Linked DNA regions of Mus musculus: regions 2, 3, 4, 5 and 6 are each linked to region 1. A link is a contact called in public Hi-C and HiChIP or PLAC-seq data. All regions are on one chromosome and are shown on one strand. The core of a region is the stretch at or near the end of the contact, and the rest is flanking DNA. Distances in the headings are between cores, read along the strand shown. Region 1 has its middle 4.6 kb from the start of Mir99a. Region 2 has its middle 12 kb from the start of Gm31431. Region 3 overlaps Usp25 (ubiquitin specific peptidase 25). Region 4 overlaps Gm31431 (a long non-coding RNA gene). Region 5 has its middle 65 kb from the start of Gm31258. Region 6 has its middle 210 kb from the start of Mir125b-2.

Region 1 (4,781 bases), core at 748-3,247:
ACTCATATGACACAGAAATACTTTCACAGTTTGCAGCTACATGTTCATTCTGGTTGGTGTTGCTTTCCCGGGAACAGTTCTCAAAGTGAAAGGACGTGTCTCTTACGGAAGCGACTGGGTTCTTCACAATGAAGGGGTGAAAGCTGAAAAGAGCTTTGGATTTGGCATGGAGCTTAATAAGATAATTAAGAGTGTGGAGATTAATGGCTCCTAAAATAAGATTCAAAATAATGTTTTTTAAACTAAAGAATCATGAAACATGAAAACAGGTTTATCAATATTAATTAAGCCTTTGGAAGTTGGCTTTCTAATAACAAAGGAGGAAGAAGAGCTATTCTGCAAATAATTAGTGAATAATAACCGATAAAGTCAATAAAACATTGCTTCAAATATTATCTTTATATTAGGTCTGGGTAACTGTTAATCCTTTCATAATATAACTGAAAAGAAGACAGAATTAACCAGCTGTATAATATTTCTCTTTGTTTATCCTTGATGTTTATGATATCATGAAATATAATTTTAAAATCATAACAATTATGCTAAAGTTTTCTTCTCATAGCTAATATTATCATGCCAGTTCTTAGTATGAACATTGTAATCTTCATTGATACACACTGCATATCTCAAAACGTTTTTTTCTTTTTAGAGATTTTCTTGCATGTTTAGAAACATTGTTTAGTAAAGAAGTTTTTAAAGGGGGCATATCATTTAACCCTCTACCACTAAAATAGGAAAAGCTGCATTTTGTTACAAGACGTTGACTTGCTCAGCAATTTCCTTCTACAAATAGAGAAAATAATTAGAATGCAATGTATTCACCTGCCGAGCCAAAGCAACTCTGAACTTGAAAGCAAGTTTGTACAGACTTTCCCCACCACAACAGTGAAGGGCAACTTCCAACGCTTCCCAACTGCTCTAGGGCAAATTCTTTTTCCTTGTATTTTTAGAAGTAGAATTATTAAGGAACAAGCTATTTTTTTTACTTCGCAACGGAGAATCCGCTCTGTTTATTCCCATCTCTCCTCTACTGAAACCGGCATGAAAAGAAATTTTATTTAGCATTATATGGATGCATTTTTGAAGCAAGATCTCTTTTTAGAACTTCGAGAAATTTCTTCTTTTGCATTTAAAATTAGGAGTCACAGAAAAGGTTTTACTTTCCTTACTACTACTGATTCCCAAGCCCGTTTCTCCACAAAATATATTACTGGACACAAAAATCAGAGATAACACACACTACTGTCTGCCTAAAACTTCTGTGAACAACCAAAGCAGGAGCTTATGTCTATAGAGAGTTTTCTTATTCCAGTTTAGTGTCTACGCTAATCACGATTAGAGTAAGAAAGCAAAAGAAAAAAGTGTAAAGTGGGTAATGAGTTAATAAGAACAAATTGAAACTGCAAGGAGTCTAATTTATGGAATAGAAAGCGTAAAAAGAAACAAAAAAAAAGTTATACCTGGTATGAAAGTGCGGGTTCACCAAGTGCAATGTACTGCTCTTAGGCCATTGTTTTTTGAAATAATAACAAAAATAAATAAATAAAAGAAAGAAGGGTCATAGATTTGTGTTGCCTTCCAAGCTGCTTAACGAAGCCCGATGTCTCAGGAGTTAGACAAACCAAAGTTTGCTTTTTTGGGTTTGTCTCGGTTTGCATTTTTGGTTTGTTTTTGTTTTCACGCAGGCATTCCGCATCATTATCAGTATTTTTCAGCACTCTGGCGAATACTGAGAAGCTCAGGGTTTTTGTTTGGTTTGGTTTTTTGTTTTTGTTTTGGATTTTTTTTTTTTCTGTTTCTTCTGGGCTCCCGGTATTTCTCAGAGAAGGAGGTCCAGAGGGCTTGTCTTCATTCTCTTCCTTCTCCATATTCCAGGCACAAAGCACTGCGCAGAATCTGCACCAATCGTTGCCACCGACTGGCAGCAGAATGGTAGAAGGTGGGAGAGTCCCGGAATCCTTCCAGGCTGACTTGAGAAACGAGGACTGCACACGTTCGTCTCCCGAACCGAAGGGGTGAAAAGGCTGGGTGCCAGTTTGCTACTCGGCTGCAATGATCTCATGCTCACTGCTCTGTCGTCCTGTCCGACCAGTTCAAATGCCTGTTCATTATAAACCAAATACATACATACATAAATAACCCAAACTACTTGAATTCTTCAGTAACCAAAAGAAGAAAAAAAAAAGGAAAAAGAAAAGATATTAACATAAAAATTAAAAAACAAAACAAAACAGCAGTCAGGAAAGGTAAAAAAAAGAAAGAAAGAAAAGAAAACAAAAGAAAAAAAGCACATACAATTTAGGATTCACTTGTTATGCCTCAATATTCTGTTATTATTTTCCTTTTCTCTCTCTCTTTAGAGATAAGCAGCCGAATTTATCAGGCGTGAAAGGGACAGCCTCCTGGTGGCCTGCCAAAAGCCCAGAATAAAGACGAGGTTGTGCTTCAAAGCTCAGTTGCTTGCTGAGACTGGCTAAAGTCAAGTCTTAAGATCCACCATTTTCTGATCCTTGCTAGAAAAGAAGAAAAAAGTCAGGGCCGTTTGCTGCTTCCAAGTCTCCGTTGGCACCATCACAAAATCTCAGTCGTCAGGTCACATGATTCTCTGCCAAATGTAGAGTGAGGCATTCCCATCAACCATTCTGCTGATACTGCGAAGGCAGCTATTGTCTCGTTTAGACCCAAAGTTCAGCCCACTCTTCATTGAATTAGCTGAAAAACGCATCACCTTTGGGGGCTGGGAGTCATGGAAACGTCTACCTGGCAAGCTGCCCACTTTTTCTGCCCATCAACCAGAGATGGGATTGTGCTGCTTAACGCAGTCATGACTTGGAATGTGAAGAGTGGTCCAAAGTGAATCTCATTCTTACAACGCCTGTTTCATTTGCACAGAAAACTCTGGCTCATAGGAGAGAGGGAGAGGGAGGGGAGGGGGAGAGGGAGAGAAGGAGGGAGAGGGAGGGAGGGTGAGAGAGAGAGAGAGAGAGAGAGAGAGAGAGAGAGAGAGAGAGAGAGAGAGAGAGAGAGATCTTTCCTACAAAAAATTAGCAAATAAAGGTCTGAACATGCTTACTTTGCAACTTTGTTTCTCAACGCACCCGAATGGTTCTCAAACCGGAAGACTGAATGCCCTGCCCTGCGAGTTTTCGTCATTAAAGGCATATCTGTTTTCTTGTCTTTCTTTCTTTTTTTTTTTTTTTTGTAAACGCAACAAGCCTAGCACATTTGTTTTATTCTCCCACTTTAAGACTTTGAAACAAAACCAAACCTCCCAGTTTTCCTTTTTGCATTTTTATTACTTTCTGATTTTTATCTAGCACCAATTTTGTGCTACATGGCCACAATATCCACTAGCAACAGAGATGCATTATTGCTACCATCTCCAACAAAGTGGTCCCTTGAGAGGATGGGGTGTCTCTTCCAGCAGGCAAACCCCTGCAATTGGGTCTTGCGATAATCCCCATCACTACCTAGCACAGCTGCTATGCAAGTTTTCGGAGATTGACACATGTGAGAAGTGTTCTTTCTGTTCTCTGACTGGCTGCGGGTTGCCTGTGTGGCATGAAAGATGCCTTTGAAAGATTCAGGGAGCATATCAACAGCTCTTAGGCAATAAAATGAACAGCTTCCCCCTCCCTGGTGAATTTCCATTCTAGCATGCAATGAGATTTTTTTCCCATGTACAAACATTTCCATACTTCCTAACAAGAGTGGAGTGAATTCAATCTTTAAATATTCCCTTAAGCAGAATGTTAAGCCAAGTAGCAGAGCAAGCATCGTTAACATATAAGTCAAAATTCAGAGGACAATGCAGAAGACCTACATTTTCATACATGATTGAAAAATTTGTAGTGATTGTATATTAAAGTCACTTATGTTTGTAGTAAGTCTAGAATTATGTTCATTGCCTTATCTGAGTAATGGATCCATGTCCCTCTCCAGGAATGCACATATATTAAATATTATTTGATAGTTAAAACACGACTTGCCTAAACATTATTTGTGAAAGTCAGAACTCGGAAACATCCCATCAATGGATTTAAAGGTTATTATCTTATTCACGAGGTCACTTTAGGAGCAGTAAGGGGTGAATATCACATGCCCATATGGGAAACATCACAAAATCCGGCCTGTCTGTAATTGAAAACTGCACGAAGTTCTACACAGTAGAACTTGACCTTAAACATGTGCTGAAGTTTGCGATTGTTTTTCTCCTAGACTGAAAAATCCTGGGCAACGTTTTCTAGAGTCTTAACCACAGCACTAAAGAGTGTTGGGTAGGGAGAATTGTACAATGCATATTTAAAGCCCTGTATGTTCAGGATGCACAAAATAGGTGACAGACATAGAATGAGAAGTGTAAATTTGTAGTGACCGTTCAGTTATGCGGCAATTAAGCACTAGTGTTTGATAGGTTTTACACTGGGTATAGGGGACTAGCGCTAGAGACTCCTATGAGGTGTCATTCAGTAAATACTTTTAAATAAGAAAAGCCCGTGGTAAAGTAGCTAAGTTGGTATCCAGAGGAAATTTATTAAGGTGAAACTCTTTATGAAACAAGCAGGAAGATATTGAAGAACAGAAAGGAAATGCATATTAAATATAAATTACCTATGGAAGTCTTTCCTCAATCCGAACTATTCCCTTTCAGTAAAAACTCATTAATTAGGTTTTCACAATTTTATGTTTAACTTCCATAAATTAACTGATATAAAAGTTGTATGGTGGCCTCGCAATTCCAAATGAAAGAAACAAAGAAAAAGAAAGAAGCAAACTTTTGT
Region 2 (4,781 bases), core at 1,158-3,657, 510 kb before region 1:
ACAAGAAAGAAAAGTCAAATGGTTTGCATGGACAATGGTAGGACATTAGAAAAGTAGACAGAATAATAAATAATAATGATGGTTATAATTAATAATAATAGTAATAACAATAACAGAAGAAAAGAGGAAGAGAAAAAATAAATCAGAATAGGACAAAACAAACAAGCAAACAAAAGAAAAAAAGCCAAAGAAAAATAGTAAGAAGCACATGTATACATAGAAATACAGCCATTCATACCCATAGCAATCCTATAAAAACACAAAACCAGAAACCATAATATATACACAAAGGAAAATGATATGTGTGATATCTACTTTTGGTTGTCAATTTGACTACACATAGAAGCTAAGAGGCTAGGTACACCCATAAGGGATTTTCCTTAATTGAAAGTGTTTGACCTGGGAAGATTTACAGTTACTCTGGATCTTCCGAGATGGGGCCATTCTTGTTCTGGCAGTTTATGTAAAGGACACCGAAGAGGGAAGCTGGCTTTCTCTTTGCCTGCTTGTTCTCATTCTGGCTGACAAATCAATTTCTTCACTGTCATTAGAGCCCATGTCTTCAGGATTCCCGCAAATACTCAAGACCAACTGAGACACGCAGACTCATGACAGAGAGAAGGACAGTGTGTAGTTTCGGGTGGATGGGAAAAGGGGGGAGGATCTGGTAGGAACTGGGGGAGGCGGAAAAATCATATGATTTTCTTCTCATATAAAAATCTATTTCCAATAAAAAGATTCAAAAAATGTAGATATAACTTGGAATTAAGTAGTTTGTAGTTCTTTAAAACATTAGTCTGGTATTATCTGAATTACCCCCCCCCCCCTTTTACTTCAGTCAGTAGTTTAGCTCTGTTTTTTGTTTTTTTTTTTAATAGGAAAAATATACTAAAACCTAGAAAGTTTCAAATGCAAACTTGAGGGGCTGCAGAGATGTCCCAAAGGCTAGGAGCACTTGCTGTTCTTGCACCACTGTGGGTGGCTCACATCTTTGTCTTCCATTCCAAGGACTCCAATGTCCTCTTCTGGGCTCCACCTTCACACAGTTGTGTATACACATACAAAACAAACAGACAAAATAAAACAAATCTTCAAATGTGAATTTGAAATGTTTCCTTTATTTCTTTGAATATCATTTCTGCTGGAGTTTTTTTTTTTAATTTTAAAAGTATGGTTTATCTAATTATTTTAACCCAGGTCACATATTTGCATTATTACAGTGTGGTACTGCTTATCTTTTTCAGTACCATTCTGATCACAGTTTATAGCATTAGGGTTTTCAGAGGGAGCTGCCCAACAGTGGAGACTGGTTACACAGTCTTCCATGTCTAATATCCATTTCCTTGCTTGTAGCCCACCTGACATAGTTTGATTCAAGAATGATTTCAACAGCTAAGAGATTAGAATAGTGGGAACTTGAGACCCTTAAAAATTGAATCAGTTTGAGTTTAATTTTACAAGTTTGATTTTTGCATGAAGTGTTTAAACCTTCCTTTGATGAAGTTCTTCATTAGAAATTTCTAGGCCTGCATTGATGAGCCTAAGTAGATTTAGAACCTTTTCTAATGGCAGCAATTTGGGTTATTTTCACTGAAGTGACACTACATCATTGTTACCTTTGTGGGTATTTTTATTAACTTTTGCCAGGTACCAAAAGATACATCCCCTTCAATAATTGTGATAATGTATTCGAACTACGCAGGTGACTTTCCCTCTCTAATCCTCCCTCTAATTCAGAGGATTTAAATCTCTTTTGTTAAGTTATTATTGGGAGAAATAACTCCTGCATTCTTTGTGAACCTACTTATAGAAAAAAGGAGATTTTATTTCTCCTTTTAATTAAAAAGAAATACAACTGGTCTTTCAGAATGAACCCGAACCTAATTTAATGTTATAATAAAGAGGAGGTGCCGTGGAGAGAGATTTTGATGTTCCTAAATTTATACTGAGATACAAAAAGCAAATCCGATCTGTCCTGAGCCTGCATTTAATGAAATGTTGTGAGGGCAAGAGAGAGTAGAGAATCTGAACAAAGAGAATACATGTCGGGTGGAGTAGTTTCTTTAGAATGACGAGTTTGTTGGCTCAGCTAGCAGGAGGGGTCAAGCCGTAAACTGAAATAAAGGGACATTATAACTGGTAAGAAGCACAGCTTATACAAGGGTGCACTTTTAAGTTTGGGAGAAATAGTTGTTGCTCTGGCTGGAAAGTTTCTGTTCCCTTCTTTTTTACTAAACCAGGGAAACTGTATTGACATGCACCCAGATGGACGCTTTGCAGCCTTTCAAAGTGACTCTCCCTAACACTGCAAATTCTTGGCCACTTTCCAGTCTAAGGAGAGGTTAGCCAAAGACTAAAGATTTACTCGGACCACCCAAACGATGAGACTCCACCTTTCTTCTGGATCTCAGCCACCCGGGTACAAATAGAGAAAACTCAGGGGGCCAGGGGTAGGGGTGGGGACGACGGACGATGTGGAAGACAGATGGCAGGGAGAAAGAAGAAAGAGACAGAAAAGAAAACGCAACTTTTAATCAGAGGAAATTAAATTCTCCTTGCTTTCTTTCTGTTGCCCTGGAGTATTAAAGATACAAACCAGCTACATCAATCACTCCTCAACATAGACCTTTTTGTTTGCTGCTCTGAGCCAGAAGCACACATTGTGATTTTTTTTCTGTACACTGCAATGGTCATTATTGTGTGTGTGTGTGTGTGTTTTTTTTTTTTTTTTCTTAAATTTCAGACGAAAGCCTTTACATCCTAGCTCTGATTCTGGACAGTGACATTTTGCGTGGTGGGGAATGATAAAAATCTGTTCTTTGGCATCTTAAAGTTTTATGGAAGATTCTCACTTATTTTATTAGAGCTTTCGTGTTTGGAGACGTTTGGAGCTTGAGTTGAGTTCTAACTGTTCTGAGAGGTTTACAGACTTCCTCGGGCATTTCTGACCAGGATTCATGGACACTGTGATTTCTGCTATCAGTAAATATTTTTTAAATCATTGTTTTTATTGTATAGATTTACAGGGTAGAGTGCAACAATTTGATAGATGCATATGTTATATAATGATCAAATCGATGGTTAATCTTTCCATCTCTTTAAGCATTAATAAATTGAGAAAGAACATGTAGTAGTTGTCCATTCTCTATTGTTCCTGTTCAGGGTGTATGACCCTGAGGTAGGAGACTGTAGCACAGTCCAGCTCTGGTGGCACATCTCCTTATTTTCCACCTCTTGGAGGGGCAACATCAGCACTTTGTCTCCTGAGGGTAATTTGGGGCTTAGGTACTTTAGGGTCAAAAGAAATATTAAGAAAGCAGGCTTAAGCCAGAATTTGGCTTAACTGATTCAAGGCTAGTCTGACCTTCAAGTGACCTGCCAGGGGAAAGCATGGATCTACCATCTCATGTGTAAACATGATAGGTTCTGCAGATGCTTAGAACTATGGGATGAATGACCCATGTAGGGATGCTCCAAAGTTTTATCAGCCTGTCAATCAATCAGGATAAGGATCTATCCTCTTTCTTACCCTGTGGAGGGGCTGCTCTAGCTCTAACTCATACAAAGAGCTTGGAAAAGAACTCTCAGATCTAAACTTGAGTTGGCTGAGTCTGTGGACTGCAGCCCCTTTTACTCCGTCTGTCCACAGATCTATACTTTTATTATTGATCCTTGGGTATCTATTCCAATTCATTGAGACAAGGAACCTGATATGACACAATGGGACTCTCCAAGATCCTCCCGGACAACAGATCACTCCTCCAACGTTTCTTTCAAAGTTAGATGAGGATGGATCAGAGATGAGGAATAGTCCCAAGTTTTGTGTAGCAACTCAGCATCCTTTTTTTATCATCAGCTATGAAGTACAGAATGTGTATTGTTTTGCTTCATAGCATCAGACTATTCCAGAAGATCAAGGAAGATCAGCATCCGTAAGAGATAAAAGGAAGCAATTGAGTAAGAGACAATGTGAAGAAAGGATGTGAGACTTCGGAATGAAAGGAAGGCTGGGAGGACAGATGCCAGGGTGAAGACTTGGGAGAGTGAACCGGACTCATTGAGCTATTGAAGGCCTCTGCTCTCCAGTGTTGCATGGTAGAGGAATGGTGGCAGGTGGCAAGAGTAATGCAAGCAGGAAGAAGCTGACCATAGTGATGTGTACTGCACATGGGTCTCCTGCAGTTCTTATGCGTGCCTGGGCTGGGCTGCCATGTGTGTAGGAATGGGCTTATTCAGTCCTTGTGACTATTGCTTACTTCATATAAACATTCTCTTAGTGGTTTAGAAATTTCTGGAAGCAATTATGTTTCTTAGAAGTAACTCTGTGCTTTCCAGTCAAGATGCTATAAAAAAAAATGTTGCCATGCTTAAAAGTTAGAAATTTACTGTGACCTTTAATTTCTTAGGAAGAAATTACTATTAGTGTCACTTGGATGCCTGCAAACAGCCATTTACTTCTATTATATAAACGTCTGTGTACAGATATTTCAGCTCCTCAAAGTTTTGGATGCTCAAATTTGAACATCTTTAAAATGTTCAGTATGGCTTAGGACACTCGCCAGAAATTTGTTTCAGTATCCATAACCTGGGGAAAAATCGAGAAAAATTTTATTCTTTTTCAAACACAACAGGTTTCAAGGATCTTCTGTATATAACGAGGCTTTCAGAAGTCCATAAAGAAACTCACTTCTTTAGATATTTACTGCTTTAAAAAGTTTCATCTTACAACTACACAGTTAAGTTCAACATTTTAACGCTCAATTCATTGACCATGCAAATTC
Region 3 (4,781 bases), core at 1,391-3,890, 500 kb after region 1:
TGTACCCTGCCACGCACACATGCATTCTAACAGTAAATAACATAAAAATTGGTCTGATGATAACGCATTAATAAGTAGAGCTGAAAGTACTTAATCAAGCTCAGAGTTAAATTTTATTTCTCTCACAATAAAAAAGTTCTATAAAGTCAACTTAAAGTTTTTCTGATAATGTTAAGATACAGAGAAAATAACCTTTCCTCCCAAGTTATTAGCTATTAGGCCCTGAAAAGAATAACATGTAGAGTATATAGTTCAAGGAGCACAGGTAGGGTGGAGACGCCATCATGGGCCAATACTAGGTTTTCATCCTGGTACGTGCCGGCTCATCCTTACAAGTGATGTGAGCACGCAGAGCTGGTAAGGAGTCCCAGGGAATTGTGGAGAGGTGGATGCATGGGTTGGGAAGGAGACAGCGGAGGATTCTAAATGTAATAAAGGTCACAGGCTCATATGTTAATAGCCACTAGTGAGTCTTCAAACTGCCAGTTTTCTGTAATGATTCCTGAAAATTCTTACTAATCTGCGATTCAAAGATTATTAAGTGTGGTATTCACTATATTTTGAAAGGCAGATTTATTGTATTTAAAAAGGTAGAACTTATCGAACAATCTGTCTAACCAATCCCTGTTTCAGAACCTCACTTCTCATTCCCTTTCTTAGCTCTTCCTTTCATTGTACATAAGTACCTGGTACTCGAGGAGGCGAGGAATGGATGAAATATAGAAAACGCATCAAGTGAATATCCACGGTAACAACAATAACAGGTTTCAAATCAATGAGCTATGCCTGGCTAAAGGTAACCTAGGTTTCTATTGCTCTGAGAATACAAAATTGTAACAGCAGGCTGGAGAGGTCTCCGTGGTTAAAGCACTGGCTGTTCTTCCAGAGGACCTGGGATCAATTCCCAGCACCCACATGTTGGGTCACCATCATCTGGGACTCCTGTTCCAAGAGAATCTGATGTCCTTTTCTGGCCTCTGTGAGCACTGAATAAAAAGCTGCAATTGAAGTAATGCAATGTAACAGAAATGTATGCAAAATACCGAATGACAGAAAATAAAAGTTAAAAAGCATTTAAAATTGGTAAAAAGAAAGTAAGAGAAGACTCAAGCAACTGGTAGAGGGAGGAACTGATGTCAAATATATTAAGTGTATGGGTGGGGGCAACTAGAGGGAAATGAAAGGTCCAACGGAGGGAAGGAAATAATGCCACCCATAAGGAGCACAGCTAGCAACACATGCAGAAGCTACTCCAATCTCCTTTCTTTACTTTTTTTCTGGTGGCCTTGTCATCTTTCTTCTTCTTTTTTTTTTTAAAGAAGAGATTTTTTTTTTAAGTTCTTACATTTGATCTTAAAAGGCTGCTCAATTTCTCCTTTAGCCATAGTAACAGAAAGTTGCAACTTAACACTTCAAGTTGGATATTCAAAAAGGCCAGGGAATATCAGTAAAATTGATAATTTCTAACAAATCCATAAGGACTTATTGAGAAGGCAAATTAGTACACTGCTTCTGTTCTGTACACTGTTCAGAGGGTCTGGCTTCTGAGGAAGAGAGCAGGTGATGACAATGTAGAGGTGATGACAATGTAGAGGTGATGACAACCTATAGAAGGTGAAGGGAAAGCTTTAGGGTATTGGTAAACGAGTGTGTGTGCGCTCACATGCACACACGAGGTCTTTGGTAAATCTCAGAAAGTAATGCCTTGGACATGATGTTTCTTCTCTTTCCAATGAAAAGGACACACAATAAGGCTCTGGAGAGTGCACACACTTAAAAGGGAATGAATGCGTGGGACGGTGAAAGGAAGCAACGGGACGCTCTCCCATTTCTTGAGTTGAGGAGAATATTTAAAACTCAGAATAGATGCAAAGCAAGGAAGATGAAGCAAAACCTAAGAATGGAATCAATAATTTTGAGAAACAGAACTAGTTTTGAGTCAACGGGAAAATTAAAGGGAGCATATTGCAATACTGACCTGCAGTGTGACCTCTACACAAGAAATAAACCGTGACCAGAGGCAATTCCACAGCCCATGTCATTGTTTTCCCGTACCCTTAATGTCTTGATTACATTACTGGCAACGAGGGAGAGACACGCTACTGCAATAACTCAGGTGAAATATTCTCATTGTTTTTTAATTATTTGCATTAAAAAAAAACAAAAGAAATGTTGGATTCTTACACACAAGCAGCTCCTAGAATACCAGATTGTCATAATTCAGACAGGAAAAGAGAAATTTATTTAAAGAGATAAGGTGCTAGAAGACAATACATTAAAAAAAAAAAAAAAGAAAGTGGTAATAGTACCTTAAAGAACCCTGCTTCAGGGCCACACCTGTCATACACACTCCTGGATTTACCTATCGCCATGATAACGCCTTGCATACTGGGGGTCATCATGACCTGCCACGGGGGTTGAAAGGAAGCTTGCTGAACGGTTAACAGGAAAATGCAGAAACAAAAGCAAAAAACCTTTAACAAAATGAAACAAGCTGCTTGCATGCAACTTAAAAGCCTTTGTTTTCTACCACTCATGCGTTTATAAAAGAGCAAATGGTTTCTGATGTATGAGTCAAAGCACCATTCAGTCCTCTGGGCAGTGGCCCAGCTGGCTTGCAGGATGCCCCTGTCTGTTCAAAGATCAGAAAGCATTCTCTCTAAAGTGCAGAATTGTAAGAAGGCGCCCCCTTCTGGACAAAGCAGAAAGTGAATACTTCTCCAAGAGAACCATTTCAAAACTGGCACCAACACTTAGTAAATAAATGAATAGCCTGAAAACTCCAGTTGAATCTCATTCCTGCTCCCAGGCAAAGGCCCTTCGTACAACTGTGCAACCAGTGTATCTGTAAGCAACCAAGAGTCTCAAGGCACATGCACTGTTAGGCAAGGACGCCAACAGAGTACATCAAAACATACAGGTCTAAGGGCAGAAATTTCCCCACCAAAGGTAGTATATTCAATAAAGAGAGTAGTCACAATTCTTTCACAAATGCCAAAACCAGCTCACACTGAAAACAAGCAACTGGATGCTTTGTAATACGTGAGTACTTTCATTAAATTGGATCAGTTTGTATGAGAGCAAACACGGAACAATGTAAGGCAGTATTACATATACTATAGACAGTTCTAGAAAATGGCTCATCCTTAGCTGCTTGCCTTTCCAATGTCTTAGAAATAAGTAGCACGACGCTGTCTCAGTGCAGCTAAGAGTCTGTGGTCACTCCCTCGAGTTCCCTGAAACTGTCCCTCATAGTTTATTCTGGATCATACATGTAAGGTTGCACGTGTCCACCATTCATTGTCTGCTTACCGAAGTCCTTTGATCATTCCTTCTCTCTTAAATCTAGCCTGTCAGTAGGCATGCTTTCTCATAACGGCACAGTGATACTATGTCTTACAATACTTCCAAATTTGATGATTAATTTTTACATAATCATAATTAAAATTCAGGAATACATTTTTCAGGAATTAAATATATTTCACACACATTCAGTTCTTATCCAAAGATACAACCACTAAAAAGCTGTGGTATCTCTCTGACCACAAATCATCCAAGCTTCCCCATCGCTTACTTAAAAAATTGCTTATCTGTCCTCTCTCAAACACAGAAAAGAACCACCTAAAGAATTTCAAGGGGAAAATACATCCCAAGTAATGATAGATAAATAGTCCGATGAAGCAGACTACTGGGTGGAAGAGAACTTTACCATGAGAAAGAACAAAGCTGGAGGCTGGTGGAACAACTCAGTAGCTAAGACAATCAGCAGAGAAGGAGGAAGACGGGATGCCCATAGAGAAGAAGGCGCTGCCAGGCATTCAGTGATGCCCACCAGGCATCCTGTTTGTTGTTACAGCATGAGTCAACAGCAGCAAGACTATCAATTACCCATCTTGCAGCCATTCTGTAGGGCTTTCTGGTGGTAGGGGATGATGGACAAAGTCTAAAGTGAAGTATACAAGTAATTTAGTAGTCTGCTAGGAAAATATCAGTTATTTTTAAAGTAATATGGGCATTATATAATTAAGCAAATCTTACTCTAATTATCAGCCTGAGAGTAAACTGATGTTAAAAAAAATCATTCTTTTCATCTATTCTCTAAGCTTGCTGCTTTCATCTTATATTTAATATCCAGGTTCTGTTAGTAACTGGCAAGGCTTCACACCATCAGAGGCAAAGCTGTAGGTTATGCAGCAACAGACATGAAGCGTGTGGGTACAGTCATGCCTACGGTGTTTGTACATATCTGCAAAGAGTGAGAGCAAACCGTGCCGAGCACTGCAACCAAGGTACCTCGTCATCGTACCCTCCCTCTTTTGCCTCAATCACAAATTTCCCTAAGTGGGGAATCTCCACCTCTACACCTTGCTGGCTAGAAGGTGGTTGGCTCGTGGTGTTTGCAGGTTTCTGTAGGAGAAAACCATTGGCAAGCAGATTAGAAAGACAACAATGGAAGCGATCTCTTTACACACAGAGGTTTATAATCTCTTTATATACTATCTCTATTCACTACATATAAAATGAAACCACTTTAAAGTAAATATTAGACGCAGGTTAATTAATCAAATTGTAATACAAAACTGTAGCCTTTCTTTTTGCATACCAGATACTTCAGGTAGCTTTCACCAAAGCATTTTAGACTTAAGGGTATATAAAAATACTAAAGACCAGAGTCACATTGAATGGTAGTATTTGAGGCAAACAGTCCTAGTTACTCCAGAAAGCTTTTTGTTGCAACTCTATGAAGTTAAGATTATGACCTACTCTAATCCCAGCAGTTT
Region 4 (4,781 bases), core at 785-3,284, 460 kb before region 1:
ATGGGATGGATCCCTGCATATGGCAATCACTAGATGGTCCATCCTTTCGTCACAGCTCCAAATTTTGTCTCTGTAACTCCTTCAATGGGTGTTTTGTTCCCAATTCTAAGAAGGGGCAAAGTGTCCACACTTTGGTCTTCGTTCTTCTTGAATTTCATGCGTTTAGCAAATTGTATCTTATATCTTGGGTATCCTAAGTTTCTGGGCTAATATCCACTTATCAGTGAGTATATATTGTGCGAGTTCCTTTGTGTTTGGGTTACCTCACTCAGGATGATGCCCTCCAGGTCCATCCATTTGCCTAGGAATCCTTTTTGTGAACATAAAAAAAACTGAAGGTTGGCAAGGTTAGCTGAAAGATGATAAATAAATGCAACATAGCTTCATCCCACAGAAACACATTTTGAGAATATTTAGCCCATATACACACATAATTACAGATTTTCCTAACTCTGTTGAATCAGGATGCTAAACAACAAGTCAAATGAATAAGTGATGCTTCTCTAAAAGCCAAAAAATATTGATATAAGTTCCTAGGTATCTTTTAATTGGGGTTTTCTGGTTTGAAAATAGTTAATGATAACTGAGATAGTATACTCTGTAAAAACTTAAGGCAGCTGGTTCAAACAATACAGGCATTGTTCTAAACATACCATTCAGTGTTTTCAATTAAATGTGGTTAAGAGATTTTTCTCATGCGCAAGACATTTTAAATCCTCGGGGAAGTAGCTCAATATCGGTCCACTTAACTTTTGCTTACAAAGTACTTCAGCTTGTAAATCGGAGCTGCCTAAACACCCTGACAGGGGTGTGATGGTTATTCACTGCTATAAGATGAATGGTGCTCCTCACACAATTTACAATTTGAGGTCCAACTTACAGAGCTTTGGAGTATAGCCGAATTTTGTAGTATTGCCGGCAAAGAGATAATTAAGATTGTACAAGGTCATAATGATAACCCTAGTCCAATCTGGCTGACACCCTTTAAGAGGAAGAGATGCTGGGTACTCGTGTGCACAGAGAGGAGACACAGTAAAGCCATAAAAAAAAATATGTTCCTTTCTCAGCAAAGACCAGAAGCCTCAGAAGAAACCAAAACTGCTAACACTACAGTCATGCTTATAGCCTCTAAGACTATAGGAAATAAACATGCTGTTTAATTTACCTACATACTTTGTTATATCAGCAACACAACTCTCCTAATGACTGAGGCTTCTGTATGCATAGATTCTATATCATAGATTCTATATCATCAGGTCTTTAAGTTTTATGAATAAGTGCTTTACTAAGGCAGTCTCTTATGCCAAATGGAAGGTGAAATATTTCAAATCTCTCCTGGACCAACGCCTTGGATTTTAGTTCTGGAGGGCTCCACTGCTGTTAGTCTCTAGAACTGATCCCTCTGCCCACATGTTTATCCTGATTATGTACTTTCAAATACAGATGTTTATTCTGAGAAAGCTGCAAGATCGGGAGTAAGGGTGTCTATTACCATAGCATACTATAATTTATCCTCTCTGATAGGATTGTGGGCTGAACTTATTAAAATTACATGACAACCAAGCAATGTTTTCTTGTAACTAAAGAAAATATACAAGGGGAAATTAAGGCCTCAGCGCAGGGATACAGGAGCAGCCGAAATGTCCTGTTCTTTATCCAAATTATTGCTGAATCCACAGATAATTTGATCATTCTCATTCATCTCTATGAGACAAGGTTAAAAATATTTTAGCCATATCAAGGGAAGTATAGTTGGGTGATTAAAGGCCTAAAGCTGGTAAATGTGACTCTTCATTGTTTATAGGACAGGTTTGGCAAGAGTCCTAAACATCATCTCCGTTTATAAAATCATAAAGCCCCTCTATTCAATATGAAACAAAGCCAAAGTTCATTTGCACAGTTTTGCTGCAGTAATTGAAACCACTTAGGGATGTTTATTGTTCTAAGACCAGAAACAATAAAGACAGCATAAACAAGACACTGACCCAGTGTGATGCTATCGGGATGAATCAAAGAAAAACAACCGAGTTTCTCTATACACAGCTGAGCTCATTCCCTCCCTGACTGTGATCAACTTGCCAGCATGCGGCTTTATGTTGTCTCCTTTTGAAACCGAGGATGAGGGAAAGGGCCAGCCCAGTGAGGTTATAAAGATAGTGCTGTCTCCGTGTGTTTCTCTTAGTTCTCTTCCTTTTAAAGTTTCGTGCCACAGCATAGATACAACGAGGGAGAAAATGAAGCTAGCATTTATGTGCAGCTGCACACTCTTGTCTTTCGCAGAGAAAAGATTAAAAAGTTCCTTTCTATATTAAATACAAAACTTTGTGTAGGAATGGAGGGCGTCTTACACAAAGACAATAGGCGTTAAGCAGTGCAACAAGAATTGAAAATTAAATGAATTCTCGCCCATCAAGTGTTTTAGAAGACAACGTTTTAGAAGCAAAGTGGAACAAGGCTGTGTGTTGCGGGTGCAGGGAAGGAAGTGACGTGATTTTGGTCACTTTAAGAAGACTTCATTCTGCTTTGTAGTTTTCATTCTGGTAGATCTTGAAATTCAACCCTGCTGACAAGTGCAAAAGCGCTGAGCAAGATAGCAGGAATTTCCTGGGGGCAGTCCTGAAGGGCACCGGGATGGTACCACCCAACGTGCTACTCGGAGGCAGTCATTGGTTAAAGCCGGAAGTGGACAAACAATAGAAATCTTGTGGAAAGACACCTGCAAGGAGATTGAGGATAGAGGAGTAGTGGCTTCATCAGAAACGTCCCCCATACTCTCAGATATTTGTTCTCTGGTTGGTGGTGTGTTTGGGGCAAGTTTAGGTGAGACAGCCTTGCTGGGCAAAGTCCACCACTGGGGCAGTGCGCTTCGAGAGTAAAATGTCTCACCAACTTCAGATCGTTGACTTCGCTTCATGCTTTCAGTAAAGGGTGTCAACTGTCTGCATCTAGTTTTCACTGCCATGCCTGCGTCTTGCTACCATGCTTCCCTGTCACGACAGACACTCATCCTTCTAAAACCATAAGCCCAAATAAAATCTTTCATAAGTTGCCTTTGTCATGATATTTTGCCATGGCAAGAGAGAAATGGTTCAAGAGTAAAAAGGGTTCAGACAGCTAAGACCTCAGATGAAATGGTAGCCAGCTGACCACAGTTCTGACCAGGACAACTTACAACACCATGCTCAGGGAAGGCTAGGAACAAGGGTGACAGGGCCTTTTGCATATCTTAATAGGCAAACTGTTTTTGTTTTGTGTAATGGTTGTGGATTGTGGCTGGAGAAATTATGGAAAGATTGGAACTTAGAGAATGAGTTTACCTGAAAGAGGATATTTCACTGTGGACTGAGTAGGATAATTCTTTCTATGTTCTTGCTGCTGCTACTACTGATGATAATGATGATGATGATTCAATTTTTACTTGATACCTAGTGGAAGGTAGGCTTATCAAGGACAGGGTCAAATTTATTATGGAAGCCAAAATAGCAACAAAACTGTACCCAACAGAATTTAAAATTTAACAATGTTCCTTGCCCCTCTACAGTATGTGTGTGTGTGTATATATGTATATATGTATGTATGTATGTATGTATGTATGTATACACACACACACACACACACACACACACACACACACATATATATATAATTTTTAAAAGTACTTTGGGTCATTTTGTTCATGGAAATTTTTTATTGTTAACTTTGCAGCACATGATTAAGTACTATTTGTACTTTATATTGCTCTAATTGTTAGCCATATGTATGTTTGCTGAGATTTTGTTTAATATAAAAATAATATCTTTTTATGTGCCATTTACATGGCAGTATGCCCCATCTATAGGGATTCTATCAAAATTATGTATTTTTTGTCTCCTTTCAGTTTGCATACTTCACTCCTGGGTAAAAAGTTATTGGATTTATTTTTGACTTTTATTTCCCATCACCCTTAAATTTACCACACTTGTATTAATGCTCACACTAATATAGATATGGTAAAAAGCTTGTATATAAATGAATGAACAAACAGCTAATTGAGACTATTTTTCTGCATGATGTGTATATGTATGTGTATATGTTCCATGGTATGCATGTAGAGGCCAAGGGACAACTCTGTGGAGTTAGTTCTCTCCTACAATCTTTATGTGCATTCCAGTGATGATATCAAGGTCACCAGGATTGTACAGAAAGTAATACATATTTCTATTTTATATATATTATATATACATATATATATATATATATCAAAGAAGGAGTACATATTTATAAAAGGGATATATATTCCTAAATGTATGATATATATATATATACCCTTTAATATACAATTATATATGGCTAAGTCAATTTGTAAGTATATGTTCTCAGGGCTCTCCATTTGTGTTGCTTCTCCTGGGGAAGACTATTCCCCGTCCTCTACTCTCAACATTCCTTTGTTTACTATGGTTTTTATCTATGGTCGAGGTCTCAGGACCTGTCTACTGGGCTCTTCTTTGTTCAGGTCATGTTTAGGCATCCATTGTGATGCGTCATTATTCAGAGTAATATAGTTTAAGAAATAAAGAAGATGTTTGGTGTAGACTCATCAATGATGAGTGTGGAAAAATAAAGAAAAATCTAAGCATGTCATACATCAATATCCAATTTGTGCTGTCACCTAACTTTTATGTTTTGGTGACAGCAGGTGATGGATGAATGGTAAGGCATAATTCATAACTATCCTTGGGAATACTTGTATTATAAAGAAATAGATTCTGGGGTCAAAAGTATTTCCAAGAATTTGAAATAAC
Region 5 (4,781 bases), core at 1,367-3,866, 360 kb after region 1:
TTCTGTAATGGTTTATAATATACTCATAATTCATTAGCTGGACTATGAATTCCAAATGTGGGAATATAAGTCATTATTCTAAGACCTACAGGCTCAAGGTCAACTCAGTGTGGTCTCTGCCTGTAAGGGTCTCGTTACACAAATGTACACATGTGACTCTATAAAGCTGTTAACAGCCACAAATGCAGATATGGAGGTACAAAGACAAGCGTGGAGAAGGGGGAGATTTGGCCATGATTTACAAAGATTTTACAAAAGGCGGACTTAAGCAGCTGCATGGAGCAAACAGAGACTTTGGCGATTAAGAAACAGAAAGATATTCCATAGGGAGAAATGCCAAGGTGCCACCTGAGCGTTTGCTTATCACTGGTAAGGAAAACAGAGAGAAATTCAGTGACCTCGTCATGTTTACAACAAGAGAATCAGAGCCCAGAGCTGTTAGTGGAATTAGCACCTAAGGCAGAATGGCTTTTTCTCCACCACTTCTTCGCCTCCCAGAGCAGAGACAATTCCTCTGCCTGAACTGTGGGCTCCATCCTCAGCTAACGCTCCATTTTGCCACACCCTTTTATAGGACCTGGCTAGGATATCCACAGAAACACACATACAACCATGTCCTCACCGAACACATGACATTTTAGCAGTGTCTAGCCAAGCAAATGCATTTAGGTGTAATCGCTTGTTATCCCTCCACCCACTTACCCATCAATTCAAAGAGATGGGAATTTGAGCTGTTGTCACCTGGCATGTGCTATAAAATTTTGATCCGTTTCTTTCAGCCTTCCACTTTCAGGCTTCAGTTTTTCTAGCTTTCCCAATTCTAAGAAATCATAATTCATAACGAGGAGGGGAGGTTGCAGAATTTTGGCTGACAAGGTTGTGCAGATGTTATTCCTTAAGGGGGACAACTGTGACTGTCCATGTGAGTAATGGCTGTGAGGCGGCTAGCAGCCAAAAGTTCTCTTATACCAGAATGTAGAAACCATTTTCCTACTGAGAGAGGGCCCCCAGTAGGATAATATATTATTACACATGATTCAAATTACAGGATCTGCAGCAGGGGAGCTCATGACTGATTCAGGACAGTCGCCCCCTGAATACAGATGACGGGATGACGGAATGCCTCATGAATTAAAAGGGCCATGGGCTTCTTGTCTAAACCCTTCGTGTGGCTATGCCTATCATTGTGCTCGCTAAGCTTCTTTTAAAAAACCGTGCACAGTTATGACACCTTTGTTGGTGTATTTTAAAATTCCATGTCTTTGAATAATTATATCCAAAGCATTCCTTTAATAGAAAATAGACAATGGACTTTGGCTATCAGTTCTAGACAACCACATGCTTTTCATGGCAACAACGCATGGAATATATGAATTAAGAGAAATCACACTAAAGTCTGTCCCAGTTTCAGTCTTTGGGCATCTGTAAAGCAAATAGAAATCTTCTCAGACCACATGTTTCAGACTTTTTAAGCCATCTATCGAACAAAGTGTGTTATCCTGACCAACAAAACACAAATGTGCGAGACAACATTGTACTTCCAAATGTCTTTCCGTAGATAAATGAATTCCTTCGTGACTATGATTTCATTTGCTCAACTCTGGTTATATAATGATCCCATAAATTCACTGGAGGTATTGAACTATAAATGGAGAGCAGGCATTTTCAGAGAAACATTAAAGCAGCTGTTACATATTATGCCTCCTGAGAAACAAATGTCCCTGTCATATTCTGAAATAATATGTAAGCTGTTCCCTGCACTTCTTTTCAAGCTGGTTCTTGTATTCAGTATTTCTAGTAAATGGATGCAAATCAGGTGCATTGTGCTGCGATGGGAAGGGAGAGATTTGTTCAGAAATGACCTCAGTTCTATTCATTAATAAGATGACATGTTGGCTGAGAGCAGTGAAGGACAGAATAAAACAAGAGAGAACTTTCCTCCATTTGACAGATGTACATAGAGCTTTTTCTTGGAGAAAGCACTGTATGTAAAATGGCCACTACAACATAAAATCTAAAAACGTGAAAGGGACCTCCAAGATGCAGATTGCTTGGAAAAAAAATCACAACGTCCATGGCAGCATACCCCCCCCCCATTCCCTATTACATTGTACAGCAACTTGGAGAAAACACGTATTTCATTGAGAGGGGGCATCTAATAAACAAAAGTTTGGGATTTTTTTTCTGAGAGTTTTTTTTTTTCTTTTTAAGAAGGAGAAGATAATATATGCAAGACCCAACCAAGCAAAATAGCATTGTACTTAGAACCACTTCTGTTACTGCAGACATCAGTTGGAGACTGGGTAAGAGCTACCAGGAAGAATGTAGCCACATTTTCACATAGCGATTTAAATTATGCCACCAGAATAATTAATGGAAGGACTAATCTGGGGGAGGGGAGGGTAATAGGAAAAGGGGGAAGGCTATGTTAAACAAAGTTCATTACTGCATGATGTAAATGAGTTTCTCACCAATGATGTCACTGATTGGCTGAGCTGCAGGACTGGCTTCGAGCATGGCCGGATTGGCTGCTAGCTCTTCTGGTGCCTGCCTGCTTGGGCAGCGGTTGAATCAGATACTTTCTGTCTCTCTTGTTGTCGTTTGAAGCAAATCTTGTTCAGCCCAGCTGTGTCTCCATAGTAGTGGCACCCTAAGAGAGGCTCGCCCTCCTGCTTCCCACAGCTCTTCTGTGAGGCCGTCGTTGCTGTGTGAATACCAGCCCTTGGCACGAAGCCCAGACAGCGTTCTCAGATCCGTCTATAACACACACATACAAAAAAGAAAAATAAAAGCAGGTCTTTCATCTGAATTGCATCCTAAGGAGGATTAAGGCTTCTATTGCTACTGATTTGTGTTCTTTCAATTTGATGGTTAAAATCGTTTTTGAAACACAGTATCTTCTCATCTGCAGCAGAATACTATTGGTTAAAATTGGATAAAAAAAAAAGATGAGGGAATCCCCCTTTTCCCATGTTTACCTTGATTACAGAAACATACTTCTTCATTTTCTTCCTAATCACCATAACTGATGCTTTTGGTCCCCTACTAGAATTTTAAACTCTCAGCAGATTTCTAATTACAGCCGAGTCATTATTTTCAGGTTAAGACATGGGATCTTAATTAGCATTCTTTTTTTTTTAGCTATGCGAAATGAGACAGGGCATGAAGCAGAGATGATCTATGGAGAGGGAGAGAGGGAGAGGGGGAGAGAGAGAGAGAGGAAGGACAGAGAGAGAGAGAGAGAGAGAGAGAGAGAGAGAGAGAGAGAGAGAGAGAGAGAGAATCTGTATAGCTTTTACAGTTGAGCTGATACCCCCTCTAAGCTCTCCCTCCACCACCACCTCCACCACCCCCCTTGCAAAATAATGCAGTCATATGAACTTTACCAGACAATGGAGTACCTACAGGCTCTCCCCTAGACAAGTCCTTTATAACAAGCCAGTGCTATGTGCTGCAGACAGTAGCCAATCGGCAGGCTCCTTTCTGCAGCAGGGACACAATAGGTGCATTGGCCACACTGTCCTCCTAGACCCTGACAGCAGTTCAGGTTCATTTATTGTACACTGGAAGGCACATATGTCTTTAATATTCACTGTGAAATTATCAGTGTGGCTGTCTTCATTCCACTGTGATTACACCAATCTAATTACTGCGCAAAAGCTGCAGGGGCACCGCTTGCACTGAGTGACGCATAGGCATGTATGCAGAAAGAATATGCACGAACATGCTTGCTTACTTCAGGAATAAAAATCCACCGATTATTTCCTTCCCAAAGCTTAATGCTTCCTCCACAACACTTGGGTGAATATAGACATCATTTTCTGCTTCAAAGGAAAAGTATGTGGTGTGTGTGTGTGTGTGTGTGTGTGTGTGTGTGTGTGTGTGTGTGTTGTGTGTGCATGATTTAAACATTAGTCTAGTTATTTATTGGTGTGAGCTGTGGAGGTAGAATCTAGTCAGCAAATAAAAGGTAATTAAGGACCTAAAGACTTCCTCTGTATCACTAAGCATCAGAGTAAGAAGCTAAATAATGTACATGTCTCTCCACGGTTAGGCTTAGATGTTCATTTATTTGCAGTTCAATTGTCGTGGGCATCTGCCTAAGCTCCATTTGCGCATTTCCATATCACGGAACTAGGGTATATCTTGCAGCACTAATTTGACTGCTTAAAAAATTAAATATTCTGTGAGTATACAAAATCAGTATACTATAGCCTGGTCTCTGGGCAAACTGCTATTATTTCTGTGCACGTTATATTTACATATTCATAAACAGAATGGCAGTATGACCAGTGAGTGATTCTACGACAGAGGAAGAAAAGACAGGATCCAGCTTACAGAAGTGTTCACTGGTTGAGGATACTGGCAGAAAGATATTTTCCTACATTTCGTGCTTATTTTACTTTGTTTTCCCAGTAAGAATGATAACTGAAATACTATTTTTTCAGGTAGTATTTCACCAATGTTTACCTGAATTGATTGGAGTGTTTGCTTTTCTGCTGATAGTTCTGTATTTGAGTATGGAATTCATCATTAGAGTGGGTGTTCAAAAAACACAGTACTTCATTTATACCCACATGAATAATGTACTATTTATTATACATAGTGGAGAACAGACCATGCCGCGTTCCATTAATATTTATTTTATGATCCTCTTTTGTAATATTTGGAAACTTTCTATGAAATATGGAATTAAGTAGCTTTTGGAATATTGGATTTTAATATAGCATTTACTAAGTGCTAGAATTATCTTAAAAGAAAAGCATGGGTCTTCCTATTTA
Region 6 (4,781 bases), core at 602-3,101, 260 kb before region 1:
ACACAGCAGTCTATGGTTCTGAGAAATTCTGTTTTAATACATTCATCATAGGCTCTTGTGGAGTGGTAAGCTTTCAATCTAATGATTCCTGGTAAATTTTGTCAAACTGTCAATGCTTGCTCTCCTTTCGTAGCCCTCGAACATTTTATTTATTTCTCATATTTTCTTTTCTTTGCCTTTTTCTTATAATTAATAACCAAAGTTCAAGACTTTTGTTCACTCCACCCAACCATCTGATAACCTCTTTCCTTACCTGCTTTTCTCTCTGAACTATCATAATTGTTTGACGATCTGTCTGTCTGTTTCTGTGTCTCTGTCTCTCTCTCTCTGTGTCTCTCTTTGTCTCTGTGTGTCTCTGTCTCCATATCTCTCTCTCATTTTTTTTATCTGTTAAAGACTCTCTTGTCATGTATCTGTGTGCAATTGGCCATCACTTTTCCTTAAACAGCTCTCAGGAATATGCTAAATTATCTCTTTTCATGCCTTCAAGTAAACTTCAACATATATTTTAGCCTATTTAACAGTCTTATTTCTGAATATTATTTTCAGGATACGCATGTCAGACTATTTTTTTAAATTTTAGCCTTCATGAATAATGTCATTGTTGGTTTTTAAAGACATTGATACTGGAGAGTGATTTTTGATATTCATATTTTGATGCATTTTTGTTTAATATTACACCTTCATACTAGACTTCAACATTAAATGTCAGTTAAGGATGTATTCTTTTAGAGGAAGTCATAAACTCTAGATGAACCAATGCAGATTCTTATTCTGAATTATCAGTTATTGTCTGGTAGCTTAACATGTATATATCTGTGCAAAGTGCATATGGTATGGCTTTCTCTTATACATGGTAACATTTAATATGTTCTTTTGAGTAAAGTGCATTTATAAAAAGAAAAAGTTAATGATACATGTTATCAATGTACTTTGTTGAAATATGATGGATCTCATTGCAAAGAATGGGTCATGTGTTTTGAGAGAATTGTTATCTGATTATAAGGAGAGCTAACACTACAACATATTTACTAGCTTATATTACATAACATATCGTTTAACTTATATTTGAGATGTAACCCTAGTAACTGATTGACATGTGAGAACAAAGTATCTTGGAGACTTCTACTCATTTCAGAAGGACTCCTGAAAGAAGGTGTCCTTAAAGAACCCAAAGTATTAATAAACCACTTTCTGCTTGGATTAAAAAAAAAAAAACTTAGAAGAAAACGACCTCTTTCAAAGTCATCATATTGCCAGGATTCATGGTAGACAATATCTACTCAACAAATCCCATGAAAAATGTATTTATTTATTTATTTTTGTACAGAAGAAAGCTCTTGCTTTTCTTTTTTCTTTTCATTTTTCTCTTTTCTTCCCTTTTCTTTTCTTTTCTTTTCTTTTTTCTTTCTCTTTTCTTTTCTTTCTCTTCTCTTCTCTTCTCTTCTCTTCTCTTCTTTCTTTCTTTCTTTTTTTTGTGGATTGATAACTCCATCCAGAAAGGGCATTTGTACATGATGGAAAAGAAACATTCTATAGCCAGCTTTGTGGCTGTCTTCAAAACCTTCCACCATCTGAATAACCCCTGAGGTTAAATAGCTGGTAGACATCTGGAGGGAGAAGTAAGAGAAATGAGATCATCAAGGAACGATATTGTGCTTACAACATGTGGCGAAATGAGTGTCTCTTCGCCATCTGTTATTTGTGTGTGTATTTTATTATGTAAATGTTCGTACACACTGCATTCTAAACAAAGGAACATTACTTCCACTTTGCTGGTGCTGCCAAGCTTGCGTATGTGTCCTGGAAAAAGAAAGTGGCAGACAGAGAATTCGGGGTTCATCTGGCCACTTGTGTCCTTTTCCTTTCACCAAGATGGTGAGAGACTCTATGTGGGTTTGATTCCTTTTCTACATCCTGTTAACAAATACAAAGCTTGGCTGGGAATGGAAAACAGTGTCTTGATTACTACAGCTCTGGTCTCAAGCTTCTTTTGCTGGCATCTGCAGGGAGAAAGATGCTAGATGCTAGGATGCCCTGGGATGGTTCCAATGTACACTAGTGATAAATCTAGGCTAGAAAATGAATTTGGACAAAGAAAACAGTCTCTGTGCAATTTCTGCTCATCTGTTTAATTCCTGGCACATATACTCTGGGTCATGGGAAGGTTCTGGTGTACTGCTGTCAGTGTCCCCCTAAACAAGAGGAGTGTGTGTGTGTGTGTGTGTGTGTGTGCATGTTTTGGGGGAATAAAAGTGAGGAGATTTGGGTGACACATATTCTCGTTTAAATTTTCATAAAATTACCAATTTAAATTGAAATGTAATTATCCTAACTGGCATCTTTTTGGCAGCAACATAAAAAAAAATCCTCTGGCTTTACTGTACCAAGCAAAAGCCCCGAGGAGTCCTGACACTGGCCTTTAATCAAAAGCTGAAAAGACACAAAAGCTTTCGGATAATCTATGCCAAGCTATCTTGGACAGCATGGAATTGCCTGGAGCACCCTTCTGGTGGCATTTAAAACACCTGGTGCCCTTAGAAAAAAAAGTACATCTGTGTCTGCGATTTCTCCTTCTGTAATTCCCTTAAATCCTTCTATCGCAACCCATTCTCCTATCTTTTTAAAAGCAAGGATTCGTCAATGGCAGTAAAATAAAGCAGTTTTATTTACCGAGAGAATGGTACTTGTCACTGGCTACGCCTGGAGGTGTCAGACACGGGTGGCCATCTGCACAAACTTCCTCACTGTTTATTTCGTGGGGTTTAATATAATTAAACTATCATTGTGCTCATTGATTCAGTTCAAATTTTAATTTGATAATTGGGGGAAAGGTGTGCATTTGAAATGGAGGCAATTAATTGACACTTTAAATGCACTTGAACAGAAATAATTTAAGTTACACTGTACTTAGTGGTGACTTACACTGTCATGTTTATGCGGATTCTTCCATTTAGCTTGTATCATTACTGGGTAGAGGTAAATAATGTTTCTCACTCTAAATCCCATTGACACTAGTAGTCTAATTCTGAAATTTGGATTTTTTTTCCTGCCTAAAATAATCCCATTCATTTTGTAGTGATTGGCTCTTCTAAAATTCAGACGTTTTAACTCCGAACAACAATCTAATCATTCATAACTAACCTAACACATATGCAAACTAATTATGCAGATTGTCGCATAATTTTGTAAATAGACAGTCTGATTCCCCTTCTAGCAAACACCTTGCATAAAGAAATAATGAGAATAACAAAGATGCAGATTTCCAATTTATAGTAGCAGCTCTACTTGATTTGAATAAAGAAAGAAAAACAACTGGTTATGACTTATTTAACTTTTGTTCTAGTACCAGGTTTCCTGTAATTAGTTCAAAGGCAGTGCATCTATGCATTTTGGTGAACCTACTATAATTTCAAAAGGAACCATATTTATGGATAAAGCAGTTTTGTGTGTTAATTAATCTTCCATCTGGAAACAAATATGCTCTCTCTCATTTTTTCTACATCAAGAACAAAAGCTAGGGAGTCTTAGAGAGTTACGATATGACCATCCATTTCTACTAGAGTTATTTGATTCACAGAGCCTGCAATTCATTTCATCAAAACGCCTAGGAAAATTCAATTTTGTAAAATGTTAACTACCTCACCTATAGTAAACTACCTTCTACCTATATTAAACATCACCTAAAAAGAAATGGTTGCTGTTTCCCCATATTCCCTGAGAGGTTCTGTTCCTAATAGGTAGAGTTGGAGCAAACTGTTTTACGCCACATATGAAATGTTGTATTCTTTTTACAATGCACTAATCAATACTTTTAATATTCAGTGTAACCATAAATAAACATTGGTAAATTTTGGCAGCTCACTTCAATGAGGCAACCAATCTCATATTATTACAGTTGGAAACTTTATTAAAACAGGCCCTGTGAAGATTTTTATGAAGTCCAGCTTCTATTCAAGCTTGGCAACAATGCTCTTAAACTTTTTCATAAGAATGTGGTTTTCTCACAGTTGAAAGCTTGTGATTAAGAATTCCAAACTCAAAGGGGGAAAGATAAACAAACAAGCAAACAAGCAAACAAAAAAACCCCAACACTCAGGAGCACACTATACCCCTTAGAGCACAACATACATTTAATAAGGAAGCACTTCACCCATACAATAAATGTATTTTTAATGCCAACTCTTCCTACCATAGATATTCAAACAAATATCTGTAAAAGTCTATTTTTGATAAATCAATTAAAATAATTGTTTTAGGAAAGAAAATTATAATGCCAACGTGATTGCTAATCATTCTTAGACATCTAATGATAAGGCAGCTCTCCATAAATGTGTATAATTAAGATAGTAATAATAGTGTATGAGTACCAAGTAGAATTGTGGTCTTCAAAAACATTAGAAGATTTCCAGCCTGGACAGAAATTGACAGACAAGATGGCTCAAAATCTCAGAACCATTAGCAGACAATGGTCCGGTGCTTAAAAACCTGCAAATTCCAACAACTAGTTAGTCACAGGACCAGGATTAGGAAACATTCAGATGTTCGAATTGCCGCATAAATGATATGCTCAGTTGCTTGTAATTTCAATAATATTGAGTCAAATTGTAGCAATTTTGCACAATCTGACATCCAATTTATAAATACACCATTAATACAACTTTCATTGTTTTATATTTTATGTTTTGCATAAAACCCAGATTTCACAAATATAGGAAGGAATGGCTGCTTTCCCTTTTTCTTTCTCTTGTACTTGGACATAAGTACACTGTTGTTCTCAT

The links. A called contact is a pair of places that touch in the nucleus more often than the background predicts. HiChIP or PLAC-seq counts read pairs in DNA pulled down with a chosen protein or histone mark.
Region 2: a Hi-C map of uterus shows a contact between it and region 1, with 6 times the contacts expected there. The contact joins two enhancer-like sites. A contact is called at or near these places in 2 of 39 promoter capture datasets (hippocampal neurons and neural stem cells), 4 of 484 Hi-C or Micro-C datasets (cerebral cortex and uterus) and 6 of 115 datasets of contacts at active chromatin or transcription factors (embryonic basal ganglia, embryonic forebrain, forebrain and 3 more).
Region 3: a contact with region 1 is called in an H3K27ac HiChIP or PLAC-seq map of neural progenitor cells, with 2.7 times the contacts expected there. The contact joins two enhancer-like sites. A contact is called at or near these places in 3 of 115 datasets of contacts at active chromatin or transcription factors (astrocytes, neural progenitor cells and stem cell-derived neural progenitor cells).
Region 4: a Hi-C map of uterus shows a contact between it and region 1, with 3 times the contacts expected there. The contact joins two enhancer-like sites. A contact is called at or near these places in 1 of 39 promoter capture datasets (neural stem cells), 3 of 484 Hi-C or Micro-C datasets (adipose-derived mesenchymal stem cells and uterus) and 1 of 115 datasets of contacts at active chromatin or transcription factors (embryonic forebrain).
Region 5: an H3K4me3 HiChIP or PLAC-seq map of embryonic forebrain shows a contact between it and region 1, with 5 times the contacts expected there. The contact joins two enhancer-like sites. A contact is called at or near these places in 3 of 39 promoter capture datasets (hippocampal neurons and liver), 11 of 484 Hi-C or Micro-C datasets (cerebellar granule neurons, cerebellum, cerebral cortex and 4 more) and 12 of 115 datasets of contacts at active chromatin or transcription factors (PVALB interneurons, VIP interneurons, astrocytes and 7 more).
Region 6: a contact with region 1 is called in an H3K4me3 HiChIP or PLAC-seq map of embryonic forebrain, with 3 times the contacts expected there. The contact joins two enhancer-like sites. A contact is called at or near these places in 3 of 115 datasets of contacts at active chromatin or transcription factors (astrocytes, embryonic forebrain and neural progenitor cells) and 1 of 9 other capture datasets (adipose tissue).

The regions. Positions count from the first base shown.
Region 1 is chr16:77,591,942-77,596,722 of GRCm38.p6, reverse strand. No RefSeq gene overlaps it. Among named protein-coding and RNA genes, the nearest start is that of Mir99a, 4.6 kb to the left of the region's middle. Within about 2 kb of position 1,997, at least 140 of the 459 cell types and tissues checked have an H3K27ac peak or open chromatin away from gene starts, as enhancers often do. A contact at or near this core is called in PVALB interneurons, VIP interneurons, astrocytes and 12 more, where this site is marked.
Region 2 is chr16:78,099,472-78,104,252 of GRCm38.p6, reverse strand. No RefSeq gene overlaps it. Among named protein-coding and RNA genes, the nearest start is that of Gm31431, 12 kb to the right of the region's middle. Within about 2 kb of position 2,407, at least 42 of the 459 cell types and tissues checked have an H3K27ac peak or open chromatin away from gene starts, as enhancers often do. A contact at or near this core is called in embryonic basal ganglia, heart atrium, neural progenitor cells and 2 more, where this site is marked.
Region 3 is chr16:77,097,275-77,102,055 of GRCm38.p6, reverse strand. The region is part of intron 18 of Usp25 (ubiquitin specific peptidase 25); the gene reads right to left. Among named protein-coding and RNA genes, the nearest start is that of Usp25, 86 kb to the right of the region's middle. Within about 2 kb of position 2,640, at least 51 of the 459 cell types and tissues checked have an H3K27ac peak or open chromatin away from gene starts, as enhancers often do. A contact at or near this core is called in neural progenitor cells, where this site is marked.
Region 4 is chr16:78,049,599-78,054,379 of GRCm38.p6, reverse strand. The region is part of intron 2 of Gm31431 (a long non-coding RNA gene); the gene reads left to right. Among named protein-coding and RNA genes, the nearest start is that of Gm31431, 38 kb to the left of the region's middle. Within about 2 kb of position 2,034, at least 9 of the 459 cell types and tissues checked have an H3K27ac peak or open chromatin away from gene starts, as enhancers often do. A contact at or near this core is called in uterus, where this site is marked.
Region 5 is chr16:77,234,941-77,239,721 of GRCm38.p6, reverse strand. No RefSeq gene overlaps it. Among named protein-coding and RNA genes, the nearest start is that of Gm31258, 65 kb to the left of the region's middle. Within about 2 kb of position 2,616, at least 101 of the 459 cell types and tissues checked have an H3K27ac peak or open chromatin away from gene starts, as enhancers often do. A contact at or near this core is called in PVALB interneurons, VIP interneurons, astrocytes and 10 more, where this site is marked.
Region 6 is chr16:77,849,556-77,854,336 of GRCm38.p6, reverse strand. No RefSeq gene overlaps it. Among named protein-coding and RNA genes, the nearest start is that of Mir125b-2, 210 kb to the right of the region's middle. Within about 2 kb of position 1,851, at least 35 of the 459 cell types and tissues checked have an H3K27ac peak or open chromatin away from gene starts, as enhancers often do. A contact at or near this core is called in embryonic forebrain and neural progenitor cells, where this site is marked.